Linked DNA regions of Gossypium hirsutum: region 2 is linked to region 1. Evidence: chromatin contacts called from public Hi-C data. All regions are on one chromosome and are shown on one strand. Each heading gives the region's core, a stretch centred on a gene start, on an enhancer-like site or on the middle of the called end of the contact. The rest is flanking DNA. Distances are from core to core; before and after follow the strand shown. Region 1 holds the start of LOC107913879 (protein SAWADEE HOMEODOMAIN HOMOLOG 1). Region 2 holds the start of LOC107913894 (putative methylesterase 14, chloroplastic).

Region 1 (7,034 bases), core at 2,060-4,559:
GACACTTAGACGGCAGCAACTATCACGTTCAGAAAATGTACCATCCTGCATCATTACTTCATTTTTTTTCTCAAATATATATATTCTAATTTTGATTCACTAAAGTCTGCAATTTTATACAATCATGACACATCATTAAAAAAAATTATTTAATTTATAATATTGTCATAATTTAATATTAAACTTATTATTCACTGTTGGATTACCTTTTTAAAAGGATTTGAGACATCATTGGGTTACAACTGTTATGCTGCTACTAAAGATGATTGTGTACCAAGAAATTGTTATCTCCTCCTTTCCATCATAGACTTCAATGACGGCTTACATTAAACTTACAAATTGCTCATCCTTACGAACTACATCACTCCCTCAATAAGAAAATGCCACTTTAAGAAGCTTGGATGAAGGCCCCTGACATCTCTTGTTTGCGAAAAATGTAAACACCAACTCATTGAAGAGTTGTTTACGGTTAATTTCGTCAATTTGTTTCTGCACAACTTCTGCTTTTAAGTAATAGGCCTGCGACATATCCTCTCCAGCGAAACATTTTCCTGGTGTGTATAACCAAGATAAATGAATGCGTGACAACATTAATATGATTAAAACATCAAGTTGCAGCTATATGTAAGGTGGATGGACACAAGCCAAAACAAAGAGGGAAGAGATAGAAGAGTGTGGTTATCGAGTTTATATACCTCAGAGTAGTCATGGTCATAGCAGACCACGAATACGCAGGTACATCCTTTATCATCATGTGTCTGCCTTTGAATATCCACAACATGCGCATCACAGTAGAGTTGATAATACTCTCTATCCTAATAGATCAACAGAGGAATATAGATTTTGGAAATTGCTTCAGTGCCGAGTGATTCAAATGGCTACTAACATCTAATCAAATAAGATAGTAAAAGGAAAATACCAGGTAGCACAGCACAAGGTCCCCAATATTAACCATACCACATTCTGAAGGTTCTAAAGGAATAGATCGTTCACGCACCGCAGTTTCTACATTCACCCACTCATCCTCTGCTTTATCAAACCCAGCAAACCGTACACGTACTTCCTACAATATAGAACAGGTCATATGCATTAATAAATACTTGCAGTCTCCTTTTTTATAGTTAACAATAACCAGTAACAAAGGAACCAACAAAGGAAAGCATTAAAACAAGCACAGTAAGACACAGGAGCCTGCTACTTTATATCATAAAATACAAAACCGGTACAAGAATCTTACAAGTTCACCATTACAAAGGACCCTATAGTTGAGAAATGTTTCAACATCGTACCTGAAAGCCAAAGAAATATTAGTCACGTGCACTAGTTTAAGCCGCAAGGACCTTCATAAGATCTTAAAATAGTTTGGGTTTTGTCCTCATACTATTAAAATAAAGATTCAATAGAATTACAATGTCTATATGTCCAGCCAAAAATTTGGAAGGCCAATCCAATATCTATATCACACATTGGATCCTAAGTGCACCTCGTCCACAAATACAAGCCGCTATATCACTTCATTTCTTTACTATTTCCCGCTTTCTTAGTTTCTTTTCTATGCGTCTGGGAGATTAATCTTTACCATAAATGTCCATGATTCCACACAACTTGACTAATAAGGGGTGCTTTATTATTTTCCTATTTTGCACATCCTCTTAGCATTCTTGATAAATTAGATACCGAAATCCAATCTAAACCTGAAATTTCGAGTCAATAATTTACTTCAAGATATAATAGCGAAGGTGTAGGCTTATAATGGCTTCTCTGAAGGTTAGACAAAAAACATTTGAATGACTTTTGCATGCCTTCATCAATATAATCTTCCTCACCATGCATAATCTTTTGCTGATCTGGCTTCAAATGACAACTCCTTAAGGTCTTCAACTGTACCTGCATTAAAATGAATACAAGAAAATCCATACGGTTTCAATTTCAACCAGAAAATATAAGAACTTTGCAAGTTGGATAAAACACTACTTTTAAAATTTACGCTATTCATGGTAGTGATAATTGTAACCATCGGCTTCAATTGTATATGTATATATGGTTGCTTGGCCTTAGAAAAAAACCAACTTGAATGGTAGCTTCGGCTAGTTTGGTTGACATAATTCAGTCAAGAATGCAGGCTAATCATGATAGTAATCTCTGCTTCTAAACTGAGTTTGAAAGAAGGGCATTAACATCAGCCTAATTTATGACAAGTAGCGGTTAATCGATAATGGTTAAACAATCAGACATTCATTTCATTGCTTTTCGCTATGCAAGTTTTAAAATATTCCTTTTAGCACTTGTAAAACTTCAAACTTTATGAAAGTGACATCTTGATGTAGCAGCTAGCAAGTAAAGCTAGACAAAGCTAGGTCATATAGGATGAATCAAGCAACAATTCCCTAGTAACCATAAGATATTTACCGATAAATTAGACTAAAACAATGTAAACTATGATGCCAACAAGTAAACCTTTTCGCTTTTGCATGACCTCTAGCGGTTTGCTTGAATCTTCACCAGAAAGATCAACAAATAGCTTTAAGGCCATTGCTGATGACTCTTGCTGAGTTTGTACCTCCATTTGTTTTTCTTGGAAAAAAAGTTGGACCTAAAAGACAAAGAGAGAGAGAGAGAGAGAGAGAGAGAGAGAGAGAGAGAGAGAGAGAGAGAAAAGATTTGTGAATGCCATTATGAACTTAACATGAAATCCGTAGGTACAATGAAATAAAACAAACCTGTTGCCATGTTATAGTAGATTTTCCAAGACGGTTTGAAGAGCAACTGTAAGAACAAAAAAACCCGAAGTAAGGAAAAAAATAATAATCTTTTTATTTATAAAATAGAAAAAATCACCTGAATCTGGTAGCTAGATTGTTGCAGAATTCCTCATTAAGCGTTTCATCTCCTATTGCCTTGTACTTGTTCTCCATTTCCAGAACCTTTTAATCAGAGGGGAAAAAATGAGGATGTTTGGGAGATTAAAGAGAGAAAATCAAGAGGTACAATACAAAAGGGGAATTCAAAGAGAGGAAGGCGTTTCCATTTATGTGATGATCAAAACAGAAAGATTAAGCATAGGTAGAGAGGGAATTGAGGGTGGTCAAGAAGTTAGAAAAAAGGAGGGGAAATGAAGAGGCAGAAGAGAGAGAATTACTTACCTCAGCTAAGGTGAATTCAGAAAGGGAATCCCATGAATCGTTGTCCACCATGTCTGACCAAAATCTGAAAAATCTTTGCCGTCGACACGACAGACACAGAATCTTCAAAAGTAACTTGGGTTTTGTTTTGAGGTTTATTACTACTATTATTATTATGTAATATGTCGGGGGTTTTGAATTTTATTGCTATCTTTTCAGCGAGTATCGACACTCAAACCTGGCCCAACCCAATTCTTTTCCATTGATTTTTTCTTTTTTTAATTTTTTAATCAAGTATGGAGTCCACCATCTCTTGCTTCTTTCAAGCTGAACATTGATGGTCTTCAGGATTGGCATTTTCGGCAGCAATAACAAAAGATGAATACGGTAGATGGATGTGAAGATAGGATATGGTAAATATGGTAATTGAGATAGACTATATTCTAACTATCAAGGAGATTCAGGGAGACATCAATACTAAGTGGAACAGATATTTAATTTCAAGAATTTAAAAGTTATGCATGTGGAAATTAAATAGATATCAAAGATGCGAATTTTACTCTTTATAGTTTGATCGGATTGATGAAAGGAATTATCCATTGATCCCAAAATGTTCCATGTAGCTCATTCAAGGGTTGCTGACCAGATACGATTAGATAGACGACTCTTGATATATAATTTTGCTAATACTAATATTATTTTGTTATTGATGCACTTTTATTTTTTTTTGTCAAAAAAAATCATAAACTTTGTTGAATTTCATAATTGTGATTCAACCACCCTCAATTGAGATTTTTTTTTTTTGCAAATTAAGCCTATTTATTTAGAATACCATTAAATTAAAAAAAATTATATTTTCGACGCTCTTAATTTTAGAAAGTTATAGAGTAAACCCTAGCAAATGGCACGAACAAGCATCCATCAATAGTAAAGAAGAAATTAGCTGAGACCACTCTTTACAAACTATCCCACAAAGCATCACTACTTCCAATTATCTTCTTTGAAAGTGTGTTGTAATATTTGTGAGGACGATTTATAGTTTAATTCATATGTAAAACTTACAAATGGTAACAAATTTATTAGTAATTATTTGTACACATCCATGACTTGTAAGTAGGTAAAAGATTATTCTATAATAAAAATATTATAACTTGTAACTTGGCTCAACCGGCCAAGTTAATCAATAAGGATGTTCCAATAAAAGACGGTCTATACACCTTGAGAGAAGGGCACTTTGGTTTGGGTGGTGAGTTGTGGATGTAGGTCAAAGCAACTCAACCACCTTCAAATATTTTTTGGAATGCTTGTTTTGGGTTTACCATGTTGTTCTCTAACGTATTAACATCCATTTATTTTCTAGGCACATCCCAAAGGAGAGGTCTTCGCATCTCAATTTAGCAAGGTCATACCAGGACATTTTCCATTGGCTAAAAGTAAATAAGATTTAAAATCTGTGGCAAAAATTGAAGTATATATATTATCAAGATGTGTAGTCTCTTCATTGCTTGATGGATGATGACTCTTAACAGCATTAGAATTTGTTGTAAACAAAGACTAAAATATGGTAAACAAGTGTCAAAACGATTGCAGCAATAGCCTGTTGGCTGAGTGAAATAGTGTTCTTCCCCTTTTGTGGATCAACCTTGGTGGTGTTGGTGGTGCTTGGAGGAGAGTAAAGGAATGCCATTGAAATGCAGTCTTCTTCCTCTCCTTTATAGATGGGCCTCCCAATTACATGCTTGAATTGTCCACCACTTAATGCCTGTACCAGCAGCAACAGAAATTTATGTAGTAATGAGTATGGACTAATATTTCATATTTTTACATTTACAGGAGAGCAGAGATATGACACACTGATTGCTCATCATTTCCTCCATTCAGTTTCCACCATATCATGATATCAAACCCACATAGCTGTCATTGCTAATGTGTTACATTATCTAGCATTATGTTGTCCCATAAAGCAGATACATAATATATAATTTTTTGTCATCAGCACCTACCAAAAGACCCAAACTCGCTGGGTGACCGCATGAACCAGTTGAGTTTAGCTAATCGGTCCTTTAGTTTGAAGTTAATTGGCAAAAACGAAAAGCAGCAACCACATAAAAGGCCAAAGCAATCTTAGAAAGTATGTAAAAGTTACCTGAGTTTGATCCCCAACTGTTATGACCAAGGCATCTTTATCAGGGCAGAAAGATACCCAACCTTTCTTTGAATACACATGAAACTCAGAAGATCCATCACACACATGCAAACACAAGGCATGTGAATAATCAAACCCTCTTATTAGCATTCTGATCACATCATACCTTAGAGATCCACTGCATTTCTCAGCTGACATATTCCGGCTATGCTTGTACACATAACATCCAGACCCAATGCCACCTTGCCCTTGCTTCATATCATTTTCATAGTCTGTTTTTGGTGGCAAATTTTGCCTGATGGCCATCAGAATTTTCTCAGCCACTTTCTCAATGTCACACAGTAGACTCTCCATCTTCTCACTGAATATGTTGAAAAGAACAACGTCCCAAATATTTTGTATATTAAATACGGCCAAAACTAAATGATAAAACAGCAAAAGACAAGCATTGTTTGTCGTTACCTGAAATTGGAGTAGCCAACAGGCCAAATCGCCTCCATTTCCAACTTCAAGCCTGCACCTCTACACCACACAAACTCTTCACTCACTTTGCCTTCACCTTCTTCTTCTTTTTCCCCATGAGCTTCCTCGAAGCCGTATAACTTCTCTGGTGGTGACCTTGTTACTGCCCTTCGTTTCTCCGGTGGTAGCTGAAAAATGCCAGCAGCAGCTGCCAGGGCTGACCGTATACATTCTCCCTCAATTCCATAATTCACCAACTGAAAGCACCCGATTCTTGCTATGGAATCCAAAATCTTGGAAAAAATCTTGGAAAGAGAGTCGCTTTCCATGGAACTCAACAGCTGGAAATCAATCTTGGGTGGGTTTTCAATGAAGTTCTGCCTAGGGAACACCTTGTCAGGCAAAACCAAATCAGGGACACGTAGAGAATGTTCAAGGAATTCAGAGAGAACATCCTCATTGGTGACGCAGGACCTGCGGCCACTAGCGATCGGAGATGGCGGCGGTGCACGGAAATCGAAGGGCTTTTCAGGCATGGATTCAGGTGACAATGCCATGAGAAAATGTAAACAAGTATAAATAACAGAGGATCACACAAGAAGAGAAATGTTGTTTGATTCTTTTGATAAACAGCTTAGTTTAGTTGTCAGTGTCTGGAATAAGAAATATATTTTGGTTGATGGTACATGGTTAAAGAAAAAGTGAAGTGGAAACACAATGATGGCTTGTGATGGGGGCATTGCATACAGTTGGAAAATCATCACAAACATTGTTAGCTTTTTCTCCTCCGCTGCTCAACTCTTTTTATTTTGCATCTTCACAACAAGATTTGCCTTTTCGCATTTGTGACTCATTGCACGCTTTGCTTCCAATGCCTTTTTCTAAAGGGCTAAATAGGCTCAGCTTGCTTCAAATTTTTACATTTCTATCCAATTAGCTACTTGGTTCAATTTGATAACTCAAATTTCTTTTCATCCAATTAGGCACTTCAGCTTCGCTTCTTGGCCTAAAATGGCACATAAATTTAACTTTTTGGTCTAAATTAGTATTTCCGGTAATTGAACTATGAAGTCAAGTTTAGGTACTAATTTGAACAAAAAAGTCAAGCTTAAGTTTCAAATTGAACCTTGAGGCCAAGTTTAGATACTTAATTAGATAAAAAAAATCCTTAGGTACTAATTTAAACTTTAAAGTCAATTTCAAGTACCAAAATATATATTAATTCTTCTAAACCAATACATATTTCTTTTGAAATTCACCTTAAAGTTTCTTTTTGATGAGAATAAAATTAATTATTATAGTCA
Region 2 (7,034 bases), core at 3,232-5,731, 150 kb before region 1:
ACTTCTTTCAGGGCACAGGTATTATGCATCATTGCCTATGAACTGATGATTTTCTTATTTATGTCACTCTGCAGGAAGACTCTTGAGGTTCCAATTCTAAAATCAAGTGCAAGAGTTACATCACGACTTAATTACTTATGCCCACAGTTCTTTCCAGCTTCAGGTTTCTTGTCTCTTCAGCACCTTAATTACTCAACATCAGATGATATTAGTTCAAGTGAGGTCTGTTTACATTCTAGAATTGACATTTTTTACAATCAGGTTTATTATTCCATGAAAAGTTTGCATGCAACTTAGTATTTTTTTTTCTAGGGTCCCACTTTGAAGATCTGTGAAAGTATTCCTGCTGAAAATCTCTTAAAGGTATTCTTCTTGTGGTGGCAGTCACTGCTTCTTTTTCTTTTTTCCTTAAAAATGAAAGAAACGAACATTAAGAATCAATTTTCCTGCCAAAAAATGGCATTTTCTGTTCCATGAATCAAGTGAATAATTGGTTTGTTAGATTTTAGTATTAAAAGAAGTGAATCATTTAAGTGAAAAACATTTCCATGAATTAAGTAAATAACTGACTGTTTATATATATTGAGCTCTGGACTCTTCAAGAAAATTAACAGTGCAATAGTTTCCTCTTTAAGAGTTTTTCTTACTTATATTTTGGACAGTTCACATTGCGCCCTTATGCTCAACTGGGACTGGACAGATCACATATTCCAACTCCAATGGGTCAGTCTCAAGTAGTTGATGAGCTTCATTTAGAAATTCCAGAGATTGCTGATGCTGCACAACATGTCAGAGAGTTTTGGCAGGAGCTTAAAGAAAGTAGAGAGGTATTACCTACTTCAAATGATAATGGTGTTATGATTGGAGAACCATGGTTGACGGAAGATACCCTGCCTGGTTGTTTGGAGAACATAAGGAGAGATGACCTTGAAATTGTTCTTCTTGGTACGGGTTCATCTCAGCCTTCTAAGTATCGTAATGTTAGCTCTGTCTATATCAATCTTTTCTCCAAAGGAAGCTTGCTCTTGGATTGCGGAGAAGGGACCCTTGGCCAACTGAAAAGAAGGTAAAATTATCTCAAAATTTTAGTAAGGTATGATTAATATCACGGTCTTTCCTTTTTTCTCTCTTAACTCATGATTGCGTCTCTATTGAGAAAACAGATATGGTGTAGATGGTGCAGACAAGGCTATTAGAAATCTAAAATGTGTTTGGATCTCTCATATTCATGCTGATCACCACACAGGTTTGGCGAGAGTGCTTGCTTTGAGACGTGATTTATTGAAAGGAGTGCCTCACGAACCATTACTGGTTATAGGACCGAGACAGCTTAAGCGATATTTAGATGCATATCAAAGACTTGAAGATCTTGATATGCAGTTCCTTGATTGTAGGAGTACCACAAAAGCTTCATGGGATACTTTCGTGAGGGATGGTGCATCAAATAATGATGGATCATCTCCACAAAGTCCAAGGCATTCAAATGCCAAAAATGAAAGCATGCAAGAAATTAATCAGACTCTGTTTGCTAAAGGTAGTCGTATGCAGAGCTATTTGTGGCAACCAGGCAGTCCAGTTGATCATTCTGCAGCTTATCCATTCCTAAAGAGCTTGAAGAAAATGCTAGGTGAAGCAGGATTAGAGGCTTTGATTAGTTTTCCTGTTGTGCACTGTCCCCAGGCGTTTGGCATTGTCTTGGAAGCTGCAGAGCGTGTCAACAGTGTCGGAAAAGTGATCCCAGGATGGAAGATTGTGTACTCCGGTGACACTAGGCCCTGTCCAGAACTGGTAGATGCATGTCGTGGAGCAACAGTTCTCATACACGAGGCAAGTTTTTATTGCATTAGATATTAATAGCATGTTTAATTGATCATCATCGTAACTAATAGTTCTGCCATCACCTTCCTTAGATAATACAATGCAAGTTTGTAAATTTAAACATACTTTCATGGAGGACATGACATAAAGATATTTGATTGGTGCATTCAGATGCATTCGTATTCTCCATGTCTATTTGGTGTATAATCCAACTATTTAGGGTTCTTTAGTGGTTATTCAGCTTTGAGTTTAATTTGAAACTGGATCTCTTTTGTACTTGCATTAGCCATCACCGTCACATTCTCAAAGCTAATTTGATTGACCGGCTTACACTTGATCATATTACAGGCAACTTTTGAGGATGGTTTGGTTGATGAGGCCATCGCTAGAAACCACAGCACAACCAAGGAAGCCATTGAAGTGGGGAACTCCGCTGGTGCTTATCGCATCGTCCTAACCCATTTCAGCCAAAGATACCCGAAAATTCCTGTATTTGATGAGACACACATGCACAAGACATGCATTGCTTTCGACATGATGAGTATTAACATAGCAGATTTGCCAGTGCTTCCCAAAGTTCTTCCATATCTTAAATTGCTTTTCAGAAATGAGGTAGCAGTTGATGAGTCGGATGATATCCTAGATGCTTTGGTGTAAGCTTCTTGACATATAATGAATTAATTGTTTTACCATTTCCATATTTCTCTCATAATTTAAGAAGACCTTACATTGTTCATACCACTACCAGTTTTTAATTGTTTTAAGCTTGTCCATCTCAGTTTGTAACCCTGGTGTCAAAGAGGAGCTGCCTGGGAAACAAATAGTAGCAAGTGTAAAAGATTGTGCCAATGATCTTTTAGTGATTGGTTAGTACTGAAGGAAGAAACTATAGAAGGAGAATATTACATAATCAAATTGGTAATATTCCAACACTGAAAAATCTGAGTAGTTGAGTAAAGTTTAAGCTTCTAATGGATGAATCATGAATTGTCTTTTGTCTCTCTTGGGGTTTCTATCTTACACTAATAATTAAATAGAAATACAATAGCCATATGGTTTGGTCAAACACCACCATATTATTATTGGTTCTAAGATCATCATTAAATTAGGCTCATAAACTAATTGAGGATTGAGACAGGGACCTAAAACAGATAAAATTAATAGCGGTACATTTAACTTCACCCGTTTGGACAAAATTAGACCAAATAAAATATGGAAAACGCTCTGTTTATTCCACTATTTAAATTGGTTGTTGAATCCCAATCCTCTTTCTCACCAGGACCAGCAATAAAATCTATAAATTTAAAGAGATTAGATCCATGGTTTAGAAGTTTAAATATCAGAATCAGCACTTTGGTGATTGTAAGGATGGTCATAAACCCCTAATTTCCCATTTATAGTTTCAATTTTCAGTTCATATATGGAGAAAAAGAGGGTAAAAAGAGCAGACTCAGTTTGGTGGGTAGGAGAGGACAACTACAAAGCAATCTAATTAAAGAAAGAGGCCACACTGTTGGAATTGCTTGTACGAAGGGGGTTTTATTGAAAAGGGAATGAAAAAATAAGTTTGTTACGAGAAGGTAGGTTAAGATTTTCTGTAATCAATACTTTTTTCGCTTTAATTTTAAATTTTTAAAAATGAAATTTTTAAATTTTGGCTCTTCATAATTTATAAAATTTTAAGTTAATATATGATAAAATTATATTTGGGCCCATAAAAATTGACAAGGTTTTGATTTAATCTTTTAAAATATTATAAAGATATAGATTATTAAAATGGTAAAATTGCATTTTAACTCTCATAAAAATTGACAACTTAATTCGACTTCCCAAAACATTTAATCTCGCCTAATTTAAAAATTAAATTCTAATTAATAACACTATAAATTAACTTCTGTTAAAATTAGATATGCTTTATCAATTAAATTTTTATTTTTAAATATTAAAATATCACATATTCAAATTCAAGAGATATCATTGATGATCAAATCCACATCAGAAGATAACAATGATACATGGCTGTTTTCAAATTGTGCAAATTATATTTTAAATAGCTCAAGTTTAATTTTAATGTTGAGTTTGGTATTTGAGGTTTTTCTTTTCTTTTGTGTTTTGTGCGTGTTCTAATTAGGTAAATGTAATTTAGGCCTTTTATAATTTATAAAATTTTAAATTAGTAATGGTAAAATTATACTTTGGACATCATAAAAAATATAAACTATTAAAATGATGAAATTATATTTTTACTATAATAAAAATATATAATTTTATTCTACCCCACCCCCAAAATTTTAGGCTTCGTCAATGCATACATGTCAAACATTCATTGAGTTGTTTAATTTAAGTACCAAATTAAATATTAAAACCAAACTCAAAGACTAATTTAAATTTAAAAAACTCAAATACCAAATAACATATTAACTCTTCTATATACTAAACCTTCCTCTCCTTTCATACACGAACTTAAAGCTAAGCGTGCCCCACAAGTTAAACAAACCTCTTTACTATTTTAGTCCTTCAACTTTAAGTAAATAGATGACCAGAGTATATTTATATTAATATTGTTAGAACGCAAAATCAATGAATAAAATACAAGACAAAACAGTGACTGCTCCTTCAACTCAAACCACATAAATAATTATAATAATCATCTACCATGGGGGTGATTGATAAAAACAACAACATTGGTGTCCAAAAATAAGACAAATGTCTCTCCTACTTACCCCAACCAAACTCTTCTTCATTTTGTATTGAACACCATTTAGCAGTAAAACTGGAATAACCCCAAATCAACGGTCAACAAACAGTATAAATAACATTTCTTCATTTTGTAGACAAAGAGAGCAAAGCATTCAAAGTCTCTGTCTTTACCGTTGATAGAATTTGTATCCAAGCCACAATAAATGTCACTTAATTTTAGTTGGCTGCCTCTGAATCTGAATTAAGCAGCTCTCAACACATTTGTTTAATGTTTTTTTTATATGCATTTATAACCTACTTCTTCTAACTCTTTATTTTTCTCCTCTTTCTTCTTATCTCTTTTTCCAACGAATTCTAAATGTAAATAATGAAATCTTGAAGCTGAAAGGTTTTTGCCGTATACAAATTTTTGCTCACTGAAAAAAAACCCATCTTTCCTGGGAAATCTCTTGACTTTCTTCAACTTTCCTAGCAGAAATGATCCTTTAGCTTTCTGGGTTGTGTTAAAAACAAACTTGTTTTGAGGTGTTGTGAAGAATGGGTAATATCATTTACAGGAGAAAGAAGGATAGCAAAGAAAATAATGGATCAAGAAGTAGGAGAATTGGGGGAAGGTCTCAGAGGAAAATGGCTGCAGAAGAAGAGCTTTTGCATAGACAAGCTTTGTCTATGGCTCTTCATCAGCACCAATTGTCTCAGAGATTTGATGGATCCATGTCCAGGAGAATTGGCTCTACCAGCTCTAGAAGACACACTGATCCATTAGCTAATAATGAAAATAAGGTAGTTCTTTTTTTTACTATTAATTATTATTGAATACCGATATTAAGTTACTTGGTGTGTTTCCAGCTTTTCATCTCTAATCATTGTGTTAATTACTGTTTTAGTTGACTGGATCTATGCTGAAAAAGTGAGGTTTTAATGATTGATTGTAGAACAAGAGTAAAATTTTGAGAGAAAAAAAAGATGCTAATCATGGTCCACTTCTTTTGCTTTTTCATTGAAAAAGGGAAAATATTTAACCGATTCACTGTGCTTTGAGCTTTATATCTTCAAAGTAGATTCCAAGTCTCTAATACAATTTAGTTTGAGAAGATAAAGATAGCTTCTTCTTTTTTTTTCTGCTTTATTTTATTTTAATCCAAATTCAAAGTTTAAAAAAGAGGTCTTTTGTTATGGTCAATTTAAAGGCAATCTGGAAACCATTCTTTATTTCTATTTGTGGAACATGCTCTCCTTGAAAGCTTGTGAAAAAGGTCAGTGATAAACTTAATGAAAGCTAAGTGATTTGTGATACTATTTTCATGTTATTTGCAGGTGGTGGAATCTCTTGAAAATATCAAGTTTAGAAGAGTTGTTCTGATACATGGAGAAGGGTTTGGAGCATGGTGTTGGTATAAAACAATTGCTCAGTTGGAGGAAGTGGGTCTTTTACCTACTGCGATGGATCTGACCGGTTCCGGTATTGATCTGACAGATACAAACACTGTCACTACATTAGCTGAATATTCAAAACCATTGATTCAATATCTAGAGGCCCTTCCCGAAGACGAGAAGGTAAGTGAGCATATTTGATATTCTCATGCATTTTATTCATCTGTTATGTTAATAATTTTGATTTCATGAACTATATGAAGGTTATTTTGGTGGGTCATAGCAGTGGAGGTGCTTGCCTTTCTTATGCATTGGAAAATTTCCCAGAAAAGATCTCCAAAGCAATCTTCCTTTGTGCTACAATGGTGTCTAATGGTCAGAGACCTTTCGATGTGTTTGCAGAAGAGGTATTTTTATCGATGCCTTGTTGCCGTTTCTTGTACATCAAGTAATTACATTAAGTCTATGTTACTTCAACTCTTCATTTTGTTGCAGCTTGGTTCTGCTGAACGTTTCATGCAAGAGTCAGAGTTTTTGATTTATGGAAACGGAAAAGATGAGCCACCTACAGGGTTCATGTTCGAGAAACAGCTAATGAAAGGGTTATATTTCAACCAATCGCCAACAAAGGTACTTTTACAGCCTTACAGGTCAAGAACATCATATCAGTGAACCTCGTAAATTTTGAATATCCATTTTTTTTCCCTTTACAGGATCTCCACCATTCTGTAAGCTAGATGTTTAGGATTTATTGTCCTGTTTATTCATTTGTGGCAACAGAACAACAGTGATCGAAGTTGTATTGGAAATAAGAGCACCATAAAATTAAATGTTTGAAGCTTTAGCTATGAAGTATGCATATTATGGCCATTTTTGGGCCAATCAATGTTGTATACGTCACTTCTGTTATTTGGTGTAGTCTTGCATTATGGTTAATGAAATCAAGTGCTGCAATCGTTTGCATGGACAACGTAACATGAAAGGAGTTATATCATTAGACTTTTTGAACAAGAGGCTACGAATATGATGTATGTCAAAACTCAAGATACCGTAGTTTCTGATGATTCGTGTTGGTTATTGGTGAATATTATATTGCATTTTAACATGTTAATACCATGCTCGAGTCTAAATGTTGTGTGCAT

The links. A called contact is a pair of places that touch in the nucleus more often than the background predicts.
Region 2: a contact with region 1 is called in a Hi-C map of leaf, with 2.4 times the contacts expected there. The contact joins the promoter of LOC107913894 here to the promoter of LOC107913879 in region 1. A contact is called at or near these places in 2 of 34 Hi-C or Micro-C datasets (both in leaf).

What each region holds. Positions count from the first base shown.
Region 1 is chrD10:7,176,675-7,183,708 of Gossypium_hirsutum_v2.1, reverse strand. It overlaps LOC107913879 (protein SAWADEE HOMEODOMAIN HOMOLOG 1), which reads right to left and starts at 3,309. Exons shown (of 9, transcript XM_016842547.2): 1 at 3,144-3,309; 2 at 2,839-2,924; 3 at 2,721-2,766; 4 at 2,458-2,593; 5 at 1,827-1,887; 6 at 1,238-1,289; 7 at 920-1,063; 8 at 696-815; 9 at 136-551. The coding sequence starts at 3,194. The coding sequence ends at 507. It overlaps LOC107914551 (flavanone 3-dioxygenase 2), which reads right to left and starts at 6,565. Exons shown (of 3, transcript XM_016843492.2): 1 at 5,731-6,565; 2 at 5,269-5,629; 3 at 4,575-4,884. The coding sequence starts at 6,287. The coding sequence ends at 4,654.
Region 2 is chrD10:7,327,939-7,334,972 of Gossypium_hirsutum_v2.1, reverse strand. It overlaps LOC107913894 (putative methylesterase 14, chloroplastic), which reads left to right and starts at 4,481. Exons shown (of 5, transcript XM_016842560.2): 1 at 4,481-5,301; 2 at 5,836-6,075; 3 at 6,156-6,299; 4 at 6,388-6,522. The coding sequence starts at 5,056. LOC107913895 (tRNase Z TRZ3, mitochondrial) reads left to right here. Exons shown (of 13, transcript XM_016842561.2): 8 at 75-222; 9 at 313-363; 10 at 663-1,066; 11 at 1,164-1,827; 12 at 2,167-2,471; 13 at 2,598-2,884. The coding sequence ends at 2,604.